Linked DNA regions of Sus scrofa: region 1 is linked to region 2. A link is a contact called in public Hi-C data. All regions are on one chromosome and are shown on one strand. The core of a region is the stretch at or near the end of the contact, and the rest is flanking DNA. Distances in the headings are between cores, read along the strand shown. Region 1 holds the start of LOC102157687. Region 2 holds the start of BBX (HMG box transcription factor BBX).

Evidence for each region. Hi-C and Micro-C count contacts between places; a contact is called where the count stands out from the background.
Region 1: a contact with region 2 is called in a Hi-C map of skeletal muscle, with 4 times the contacts expected there. The contact joins the promoter of LOC102157687 here to the promoter of BBX in region 2. A contact is called at or near these places in 1 of 5 promoter capture datasets (liver), 16 of 47 Hi-C or Micro-C datasets (alveolar macrophages, brain, embryonic fibroblasts and 8 more) and 2 of 2 datasets of contacts at active chromatin or transcription factors (alveolar macrophages and skeletal muscle).

What each region holds. Positions count from the first base shown.
Region 1 is chr13:152,094,841-152,100,294 of Sscrofa11.1, forward strand. It overlaps LOC102157687, which reads left to right and starts at 3,267. Exons shown (of 7, transcript XR_002337929.1): 1 at 3,267-5,454.
Region 2 is chr13:152,001,828-152,006,860 of Sscrofa11.1, forward strand. BBX (HMG box transcription factor BBX) reads right to left here and starts at 3,251. Exons shown (of 18, transcript XM_021070469.1): 1 at 3,093-3,251.

The sequences.
Region 1 (5,454 bases), core at 2,017-4,516, 93 kb after region 2:
GAAACATGTATTTGAATTGTTCTGTAGCTCAAAGTGCAGTTTTCACATCCAATACCTTATTTGCTTCTCACATTACCTCCCTAATGGTAGACAGGGCAGGTCAGATATACCTGTTTCGCAAAAGAGTTAACCAGAGGAGGAAAGAAGCTAAGCAAGGCCAAGGTCACAGAGCTGATGAATGGGGGAATCAAGATTTGAATACAAATCATTGGGCTCCAAATATCTCCAATACATTGTATTGCATCTCCTACTTTAAGCTAATATGATTGCAGTTGGGATACTGCTCAGGTAATTCAAACAAAGACAGTTTATCTGGGGGCCTAAATTACTCAGAATACTGACTGGATATTTTTGATTGCTTTGCAAATTGAGACATGACCTGAGTGTGACTGAGGAAAAAAACATAAGGACTACATTTCTAAAAATGCCCTTATTGGGGTTACCGGTACTTGCCCCTATTTCTCAAATCTGTAGTCAGTCTAAGAATTGTTTCTAGAGCCAAGAGCTCCCAAATGATTTTTGTTAGCACATATAACCACTCCTCAGCTATAGAGACTTCATTAATTATTCATATCTTGCTATATGTCACATTATTTTCCTCAGGACTAAAGAACCTAAAGTTCTAGATTCTCTTCCCTAGTGATGTAAAAAGTGTACTTCAATGATACTAAAAAGTATATTTAACTGTACCTCCTACAGCACAGGTTTTCTTCCTAATTAGTTATTTGAGATAAATATAAATAAACATTACTAATATACTTAAGTAGACAAACATATAAGATAATCATGGTATTATTAGATGGTTATGTGAACCTTCTATTTTTATTTATTTATTTATTTATTTATTTATTTATTTATTAGGGCTGAACCCACAGCATATGGAAGTTCCCAGGATAGGGGTCAAATGGGAGCTGCAGCAGCTGACAGCTTACACCACAGTCAAGGCAACTTGGGACCTGAGTCAAGTCTGTGGCCAGTGCCACTGCTCAGGGCAACACCAGATCCTTAACCCACTGAATGAGGCCAGGGATGAAACCTACATCCTCACGGATATTGGTCAGGTTTGAAACCTGCTGAGCCACAATGGGAACTCCCTATGTGAACTTTCTAGAGGTGCAGATCTCTTGTCATATGAGATGAGTTTGTTAATGTGAGACCATTTTTCAGAAATGTGGACTAAAGTTACTATTTATTTGTGTTCCAGAGGTGCTATTAAATATCTATCAGTTATTTCTTAAATTTTGCATAAATATACACAGAATACAAAATTCTTTAGTCACTAAACAGTTACCTGGACATGGAAAATTCATCTATGCAAAGCCCTTACTTTAAGTGCCTGGTTTTGCCAGGCCCTCATGGTCTTGGAAGGTATGTAAAATTTTTGCCCACATGTAAGCCTCCAGCAATAGGAAATTCTACAAGTAAAACTGGTGATGTTGGCTAGAACAGGCCCTCTACAGGTCTGGGAGGCCACTGCCTGGCTTATAGCCTAGCAGATAGCTCATGCTGGAAAATTATTTGTGGAATAAGTGAATGAAAGATCCACTAGCTGATTTGGAGGCCTTGTCTGCCCTACCGTTCCATCAACTGTCTCCACCCCTCAATAACTTGAACTGTTATCAGTGGGGAAGAGTTTGGAGACTCCTTTCCATTAAAAATGTCAAAAGGAAGTAAGTTATCCTGTGGCAGGTTAAGGATCTGGTGTTTTCACTGCAGCACTTAGGTTGCTGCTGTGGTTTGGGTTTGATCCCTGGCTGGGGAACTTCCATATGCCACAGGTGTGGCCAAAAAGAAAATGTAAATAATTACAGTTTAACCCAAAATGTTAATTCTAATTGCAGTTCAGCCCAAAGATTAGTGCTAGCTGAAAGAGAGAACAAATAGAAGAACAAATGTGACTGACAAACTGACTGAAGCTGGTAAGAGCTCACCAAAGGGACAGACGAGCTGGAGCTGATATGAGCTGGAACCAGAAGCCTCTGGACTAATGGATACATCAGCTGGTTGCTCTGTTTAGTTTAGAACAATTCAACAACGCATATTGTGTATCAGGTGCAGGTCATAGTGTTAGGTGCTAGGACTACCAAGGGTCCGAAATTAGGAAACAGGGTATATTTATATTTAAACAGTATTTTAGTTACAGTTTCAAATAATATGCTTGGTATTTTTCCTCAACTTCCAGAAATCTTTTTAGGTTAAGTATCTCTAAATTTTAAATGATGGGGTAATCTGAAAAAAGTGTAATACATACGCTATGTTTTCCTCTATTTATTTTGTATATTTCGTACTAGACAACAAATGGACCTATTGCTTTAAACATACTGAGCATATTATTTTACAATGTAATAATATTCCACTTAAAAATAAATTAATCCAATGTTCCTTAATTTTTCTGATATACTAAAAGAAGCTTATGCAGATAGATTCCCAAGGAACTCTAGTCTAATAGAAGAGAAGGACATGGAGAACAAATCATTACACAGACTAAGAGCCGTCACAGAGAAATATAAAAGGAACAGAAGTGACTTCCCACTTGAGCAAGAGATTACTGCTTTGGGGAGAGGTAGCAGAGAGTCAGGAAAGAACTGTGGCACTGTCTGAGCAGGGTTTCGAGCAGTAAGTAGGCATTTACCTAGAGGACAAGGCGGGAAAGGAATTCCGGGGAGAGGACAGGCATAGTGCAAGAACATAAAGGTGGGAGAGAAATTGTGTGTTCAGAGAACCACAGCTAGTTTAGTATTGCTCAAAGTTTCAGTGAGAGGCGGTGGTGAGAAGTAGTCAGGGGCTAATATGTAACATATAGTCAAATTTGTTAATGAGTCAAATTTTATTTTATAGAGTTCATGGGGAATCAGCAAATGATTTTAAGTAGGGAAATAATTTGGTCAGACTTGTTGAGAAAAGGCAGCAGTCCCTATGGTCATTGTACAGCCTCTCAACATTCCTATGACCTGAGAGTAGGTTGAAAAGAAAGAGATAAAAAGCGAAATAAATAGAAGTCAGGATGTTATAAGCTTGCTAAATCTATTTGTTTTAGTGACAATGTATGATTCTCTGTGTTCAGTGCTTGAGACTGAAGGTGGAGGAACAGTGGCCTACTTATTTCTTTTTTGAGCTATAACTTTTCCACTCTACAAAACAAAAGTAGCAATTGTTTTAGGATAATTTGTCACGCTCCCTTTATTATTTCCTTTTCTTTTTTCCTACTTCTAAAATATCAACATTGGGTAGGCATGAGGTCACAGGAAGAGGAATGGTTGCATTAGATGGGGTATCCGTGTGGCTTCTTTCTCACTTCATGTATTTCCTTACAGCAATGGGAGTTGGTAGCATGGAAGCATGGAAAACCAAAATCCAGGGATCATCTGCAAGTCTTATTTTAGGAACCTGTTTTAGCCTTTTCTGCCGTCAAACCTCTCTGGCTTTTCTTTTCCCTTTTTTTCTTTTTAATATTAGAGTTCTTACCAGTTAACATTGTCAGAAAGGGAATAACTGTGTTTCACCCAGTTTCTCACTCCCTCTGGGAGAGAAACTACAACAGTCAAATATCCAGAAGGGAAGCAATTATAAGAGGAAGCTAAGGACAATCAAGATTTGACTGTATGCTTGTTGTAATTGTTGAATTATTTACATTCTTTGATTCCTCTTGGACCGAGCTGATGTGGTCGGGATGGTAGAAAGAACATTGGGCAAGGAACCAGGAGGTGGGTCTCTGGATTTCATTCTGCAATTAATTAACTGTGTGTCTTCAGATAAATCACTTCTTCGAGTCTATTTTCTGATCAGGAAAAAGAGGGAGTGCGATTATATCAATGCTTCTTCAGTTCTATTTTGCATTAGATTCACCTGAGGTGGTTCCAAAATACACAGATTTCCAGATCCGACTGGAGGATATAGTGTCATGGTGAGCCTGTGGACTCTGCATGGGACTGGACTCTACCCCCTGCCAGGCCACTTACTAACTAGGTGACCTTGTACAAGTTATTTCCAGTCATTTTTCTAATCTATAAAGCGGGGATAACAATAACAGTATCTACTCAATATTGTCCCTGGCAGGGTAAAGTGGTAATAATGCTTTTAAAACATACATTATATTGTCTGCCTCATTCTAAGCATTCAATAGATATTATCATTTGCATAGCCCATAGGATGTATGTATGGGGTGTGAATGTGTGTGTTTGGTGCAGGGTAGGTGCTCTATAAGCACCTGTTGAATAAATAAGGGAAGTATAACTGAAGGGTTTTTTTTAAGCAACATTTATTTGACCTCACATCTGAGATTCTTTATTAGCCCCAGGCATTACTTCCCCAAGAGAGGTAAGGATAGTTTGAGGGAAGTCTAAACGTTGTGCTCAATCTTTGTCCTCTTCTTATTCTTAGATTCATGAGAGCCTCAGGATAATTTAAAAAAAATAATTAAACGATAAAGTCCCATTAAAAGGCAGGGAATGAGTCTCAAGGACTTTGCTGGCTGGATCCAGCCGGCCACTACATAATACCATGACTCCCACCCGGGTGTGCGTCTCCCATTTTACCTCACAAGACGTCGTGAAATTCTCAAAGTCACTGTCATTGCAGTTGACTTTGGATCATTTTTAAAAAGCAGTAATCCATTTCTCATTTTGTTGACCGAGCAGAAAACAGGGCAATGTAACTTTAAAAAAGCTTGAAAATCAGCGATATCATAAATAGCGAACTTCTGTCCCCCATTAAGCTACTGATCAAAACTCTCCGCGTACATTGAACTGTGTGTTTTTTTCGGTGGTGGTAGCTCCTCGCCTAATTTCCAGCTTGCGATTCTCCCTGGTGTTTTTAGTGAGAGGAGTTACCAGTTGAGTACCAGCGGAGAGGAAATCGCCTCTGAATCTCTGGAGGTGGCCTCCTAGAAAGATCGCTGGGAGGGGAGGAGCCCTGATTGTCCTGGAAGAAAAGCAAGGCCCCATCCGGGAAGTCACGGCTTGCCGGGAGGCTGGGGTCGGCAGCTTTGGCTCCTGGAGGTGCAAAAGCAGAGTGCCAACCTGGAAGCTGGGGCCTGCGCGGCTGGAGGGGTCAATGGTGCAAGTGAAAGATGCATAGCCGCACCGACATGCGTGGGCTCCGGCCCCGCCCCACCACGCGTGGGTAACGGGTTGAAACGGATCAGGGGCCATCCTTGCCAGGCAGGCGCAACCGCAGCCTGGTATCTACTCCTGCATCGACCGGCGCAGCAGGGGGCAGAGAGCCCTGGGCCTCGCGGGGCGCGGTAGCCCCTCCCTTCCGAAGCCCGCGCTTCCGCCCGAGACCCGGCGGTTGCCGTGACCGTGGCTATGCCTCGCCTTCCGCCTGCGCCTGGGAGCTGCTGCGGCCGCCTGCTCGCGTCCCTGCGCGCCGCGCCCACAGGCCGCGGGAAGGGAGAGCGCCCGGGTGCGGGCACCTCCGCCACGCGCCGGAGACCTTCTCGGAACTGGACGTTGG
Region 2 (5,033 bases), core at 2,001-4,500:
AAACCCTCCCTCTCTCTACCCTCAACCCTAGAAACGAACTGTGGGGCAACGAAGGCAAAGAAGCCCCTGGTATTCAAAGGGTAGAGGCTGAGGGTAGCCCAGGTGGCATTCTAGGGTGTCTCCAGCACCCGTGCTCCCTATTCCCGGTACATTTGAGGCAGAAAGTTGATCCATTCTACAAACCCAAAACCCACACCGCGATTATTCATCAACTTGCACAAGTGATCACCGCCCCCAGGACAACTGCACCAGTAACCAAATCATGGCAATTGATAGGCACGTCCGAGACTCCCCGGTGCCCAGGACCCGGCTAGAGGTAGCAGGGCGAGGGCAGAGGGTCCAGGTAGCGCTGCCCTCAGCCCTGCAGACCTGGGCGGCCACAGCCGTCGCCCAAACGCTCGGCCCCGGTCATAATCCCGAGATTGGAGATCGGAACCAAACGGGGAAACACATTCGCCAGAGCCCCTGGCGTCAAGTGCAGGGCCACCAGGTCTTCGAGGTCGAGGTGGGGGGAGCTAGGAAACGGAGAGGGAGAAAGGGAGGGAGGGATCCCACCCTGGCTTTGTTGCTGGTCACCATCAAGTTTGCATCTTAGTACAAAATGTCGATCTTAAAGGCTGACAAGACAGAGGCAGAGGGAGAAAGAGAAAGGGAATAGAGTCCATCTTGCTTTGGGGAAGAAGGGGGAGAAAAAAAATGAAGTGCAAATCCCACACTCTGGGCGTAAAAGTCTGCTAAACACCTTTCCATAACGGAGGAGCAACGAGTAGGGTGTCCCCGTCCCCGTGCCCGCTCGAACTGGCGGTAGTCTGGGCAGAAAACGCCTCCATCTCCTCCTCTTCCTCCTCCTTCCCCTCCTCCTCCCCGTCCTCCTCCTCCCGCGGGCCCCGGCGAAGATCCCGCCGCCACCGCCGCTGCCTCCGCTGCCCCCCGGGGAGGCACCGCCGCCCGGCCCGGCGCTGCCATTCCGGGGTTGGACCGCGCGGCGCGCGTGGGGCCGGGAGCGGGGTGGCCACGCGGGGACGTCCGTGCCGGAGAGCCCCCTGCGCCCCCTCACCGCGGGCTGGCTACAAAAGTCGCGCGAGCAGAGGTGACGGCGGCGCGCAGGAGAGGGGGCGCGCGTGGGGCCCCACGCCGCGAGTGGGCAACCCCAGGGGATGGCGAAGAACGCCCCTCCCCGCGCGGGGAAAGTACCCCAGTCCCCGGCAGCCCGGCGTCCGCGGCGGGGAGACAAGAACTGGACGTGTCATTAGCAGGACAGGCAATGGTTTCAAAGCCCCAGGCCAATGACCATTAGCAGAGGCTGAGATCGCTCCGTCCCCATCCCCCACCACCTCCACCCACCTTCCCCTTCGCAACCCCCCCCTTCCACCCCACCTCGCGAAACTTTTCAACGAGATCCACCTGGACTAATTTGTCCTCAGTTAAAATATTGACTAGACCCTACACACCAGGAGGGAAGGGGAATGCACGCTTTATTTTCCTTTCTACAGAAAGGAAAGCAAAAAATAGCTTCTCTCTCCGTCTCTCCCTCTCCCCCCCCCCCGCCCCTGTCGTACATGTTGTGTCTTAGCTTTTTGCATCGTTTCGTTTTACCTTCCTCATTTAGCTGAAATGATCGCGGATATTTCACATATAAACGTGTTCCAGATTCTTGGATTCAGGCTCCTTGTAAATTACAGGACTCGGGTTTGGTCTCAGTTACGTTAAGTTTCATACAATACCAAAAAATTGAAAAAAATAATAATAAATTTCTGAGGGTGAGCGAGCGAGACGAGGTGGAGGAGGAAAAGAAACCTCGAGTCTGATTTCTGTAATTTACTAGCGACCCGGATCGCAGCAAATAACAGTGTAACACGAGTGTGGCTTAAGAGGGCTGGGGAGCTCTTTCTAGAGGCATCGACCCCATCCCCGGATAAAGGATCTGCAAGTTTTCTGTCATCGCGACCATGCAATGCCATAACTTACCTTCAGAATTAAGACTTTAAACAGCCAAGGCCTTCCTCCTCCCCTCCACCACCACCACCCCCAGCTTCGCCCTCTCCACCTTAAACTTATTGACACAACATAATCCCACATTCAAGCAAAATCCTGACACAGCCTCCCTCCTCCTCTTCCCCCTCCTCTCTTCCCTCCCGTTCTCTCGTTCTCTCTCCCCCGTTCTCTCTGGTTCTCTCTCTCTCTCTCTCTCTCTCTCCCTCTCGTCCCCCCCCCCCCCCCGCGCCGGCTTTCCCTCCCTCTTCTCTCTCCCCTTCTCCCTCGCCCTCTTCCCCCTCTCTCCCTATTCTTCCTCCTAGCCACTCTGGCACTAAAACAGCACTTTCTCTACTCGCCGCGCATTTGGTTAAGGGTGGGGGGGTGAGAGGGCACCGATCTCCGGGGCCGGAACACCCAAATCCCAACTCTCCAGATGAACGAGCAACTGGGCTGCTGTTCCCGGTCACCGACGCACACGAAACGTTCAATAAATACACTGAGGGTTGGCTCCTCGTACCTTCCTCCCCTGCCCCGACTCCCCAGGCCCCACCTCCCCGGCAGCCGAGCCCAGGCTGGGCTCCACGTACTTTCGCCGAGATGAAGTTTGGGGCTCCCCGGGCGGCCACGAGCCGCCCGCCGGCATGAGGGCTCTGTTGTTGTTTTCCTCGGGCTGCTCCTGCCTGCGCCCCGGCTCCCGTGCCCCTCTCGGGCGGCGCTGCCTGTGTGCCGAGAGGTGCTGGTTGCAAACGCAGCCTGGCACCGGCTGGCCTACTACTCCCCAGCCCGGCCCCCAGCCTCCCGCCCGCAGGGCACTGCCTCTGCGCCCCCCGCCCCCCGCCGGCGCGGCCGCCGCGACCCTCGCCCCCGACCTCTCCCGACCCAAAGTTTTGGCGGAGGGGGAAAGTGCCCGGGGAGCGGGCCGGCTGGCGGCGGCTCCGGACGCGCGGGGTTCCCTCCGTCTTCCTCAAGTCCAGCCTACCGGCTGCCGCCGCCGCCGCCGCCGCTGCTCCTGCCGCGGAGTCCTTGGGGCTGCAGCCCGGCGGCTCGCAAGTGAGTAGGAAAACAGAAAGTGAGGGGAGAGCGCCCGGGAAGGGCTGGGAATGGGGGGCTCTTACCTCGCGGGCTCGCGGGGCGTGAGGGCGTGTGTGTGGCTCGCCCTCAGCGGCCAGTCAGGGGTTCTCTATGGGAAAGTGGAGAGGAGCTCGCTGAGCCGCTCTGCCTCCGCTTCACTGTACACTGCTCCACATACAGTACATGCAACCCGGAGAGACTGAAAACACTCATTTTATATAAGGCAGCCTGCCATTGGCCCGTGCCGTGACGGACAGGCCGCGCGGCCAAACAGAAGACCCGTTACACCCAAACACACGCACACATACACACATTTTACAGAGACACACAAAGATCATCACATTTTCTATTTTCTAATGTTCGGGACCTGTAGACAGTAGGAGAGGACAGGTAGAGAGGCCCAGCAGAGTGGGTTGAGGGGCAAAAACCCTGTCTGCACCAAGTTGCAAGGCTTGAAACTGGTGTCCTTTTGACTTGGGAGGGTTATAGTAATAAACTACAACTCCACTGGATATGGAAGTGAGGGTTTTTTTTTTTTTTTTTTTTTTTTAATCGTTGCCTTGTGGTGCCCCATGGAAGAGGCGTGCATTGTGTTATGATTCTACAGCCTGACTTGGCTAACAAGTGGCCAGGAAAGGCTTTTAATCAGCTTGGATTCTTTTATCAATGGGTTAGCTATCACACAGGCCAAAATAGTGCAAGATAAGTTTATTAGGACTGTAATACATTGAGGTTGTTGATGCTTCATTCGTAGGTAAATTGAGAAAAATCAACACAACGGTACCCAGAAACAAAGATAAACATTTTGCTGAAATAGTGACTCTACTTGTAGCTGATCAGAGGACTGCAAATCACCTGTGTGGGCATACAAACAGTACCGAAAAGTAGACTAAGTCGTGGAAGATTGGTTGTTGACCCTTTTCCTTCAAAATAGGCCTTTTGAATCAATATATGCAAGATCTATATTTTTGATATTTTATATATGATATTTACTTTACTTCAAGTCATATGTGAACATCTCATGTTGGATGACTTTGGGAGATGGTGACCCCAAGGACACTTATTTCTAATTTTTCTTTCTATGATGCATCTTTAACAGTTTATATTTGACAGTCCTACATAAACAAGTCAACAGGTTGCTGAGGAAAAGCCTTAGCTGGAAACTAAGAGAAATAAATTCTAGACCCAACTCTCAAACTTGCTAAACAATCTTGAGCAACTAATTTAGCCTCTTTAACTCTCAGATTTGGTTTGAGGTTTTGTTTTCATTTTTTCTTATAAGGTTAAAATAAGAAGCTTCCCCTAGTTTCCCTTCATTAAATGTTTATTCAGCATCTACTGTGTACCAGGCATTATCATAGGTCCTAGATGTTTTCTTATGGTTCTTTCTGATTTAAGAGTCTGTGAATTATTCTTAAACACAAACATTTTGATGATTAAATAAACATTAGGATTTTATGGACTAGATGTGTAGCTTTAAAACTTAAAGGAACACTGGATAAGAGAACTTATTTCAAATCCCTCTTTATTTCCTTGATGTTATCTTGAGATTTTTCTCTCACATCCATAAAGTTAGCAAATGAGTGTGTATGTGCTTGTGTGTGAAAGACTGGGAACCAGGAACAGATATGGAGAAAATTTAAGTTTATGAAGTATAGAAAACAAATGGTGTTATTTAGAAATGTGATGTTTATTTTTTAGAAGGAAATAATTTTTAACAGAGATAAGTATATAAAATCACATTTTAAACCTATAATAGTAAAGGTTATATTAATGATGCTCTGCATTTAGTTGCCAGAAGGAACAAATGTTCTTTATCCACTCTACACACTGCCTTGAGGTTAGTGCTAAGTATTATCTCTATTTTATCCATAAGAGAAATGGGATTGCTTAAGGTTACTCAGAATACCATTGAAGAAGGAACTTAAACCCAGGACTCTTAATACCCAACATAGGTTTTGAATAACTCAACAGCCCTTTCTTCC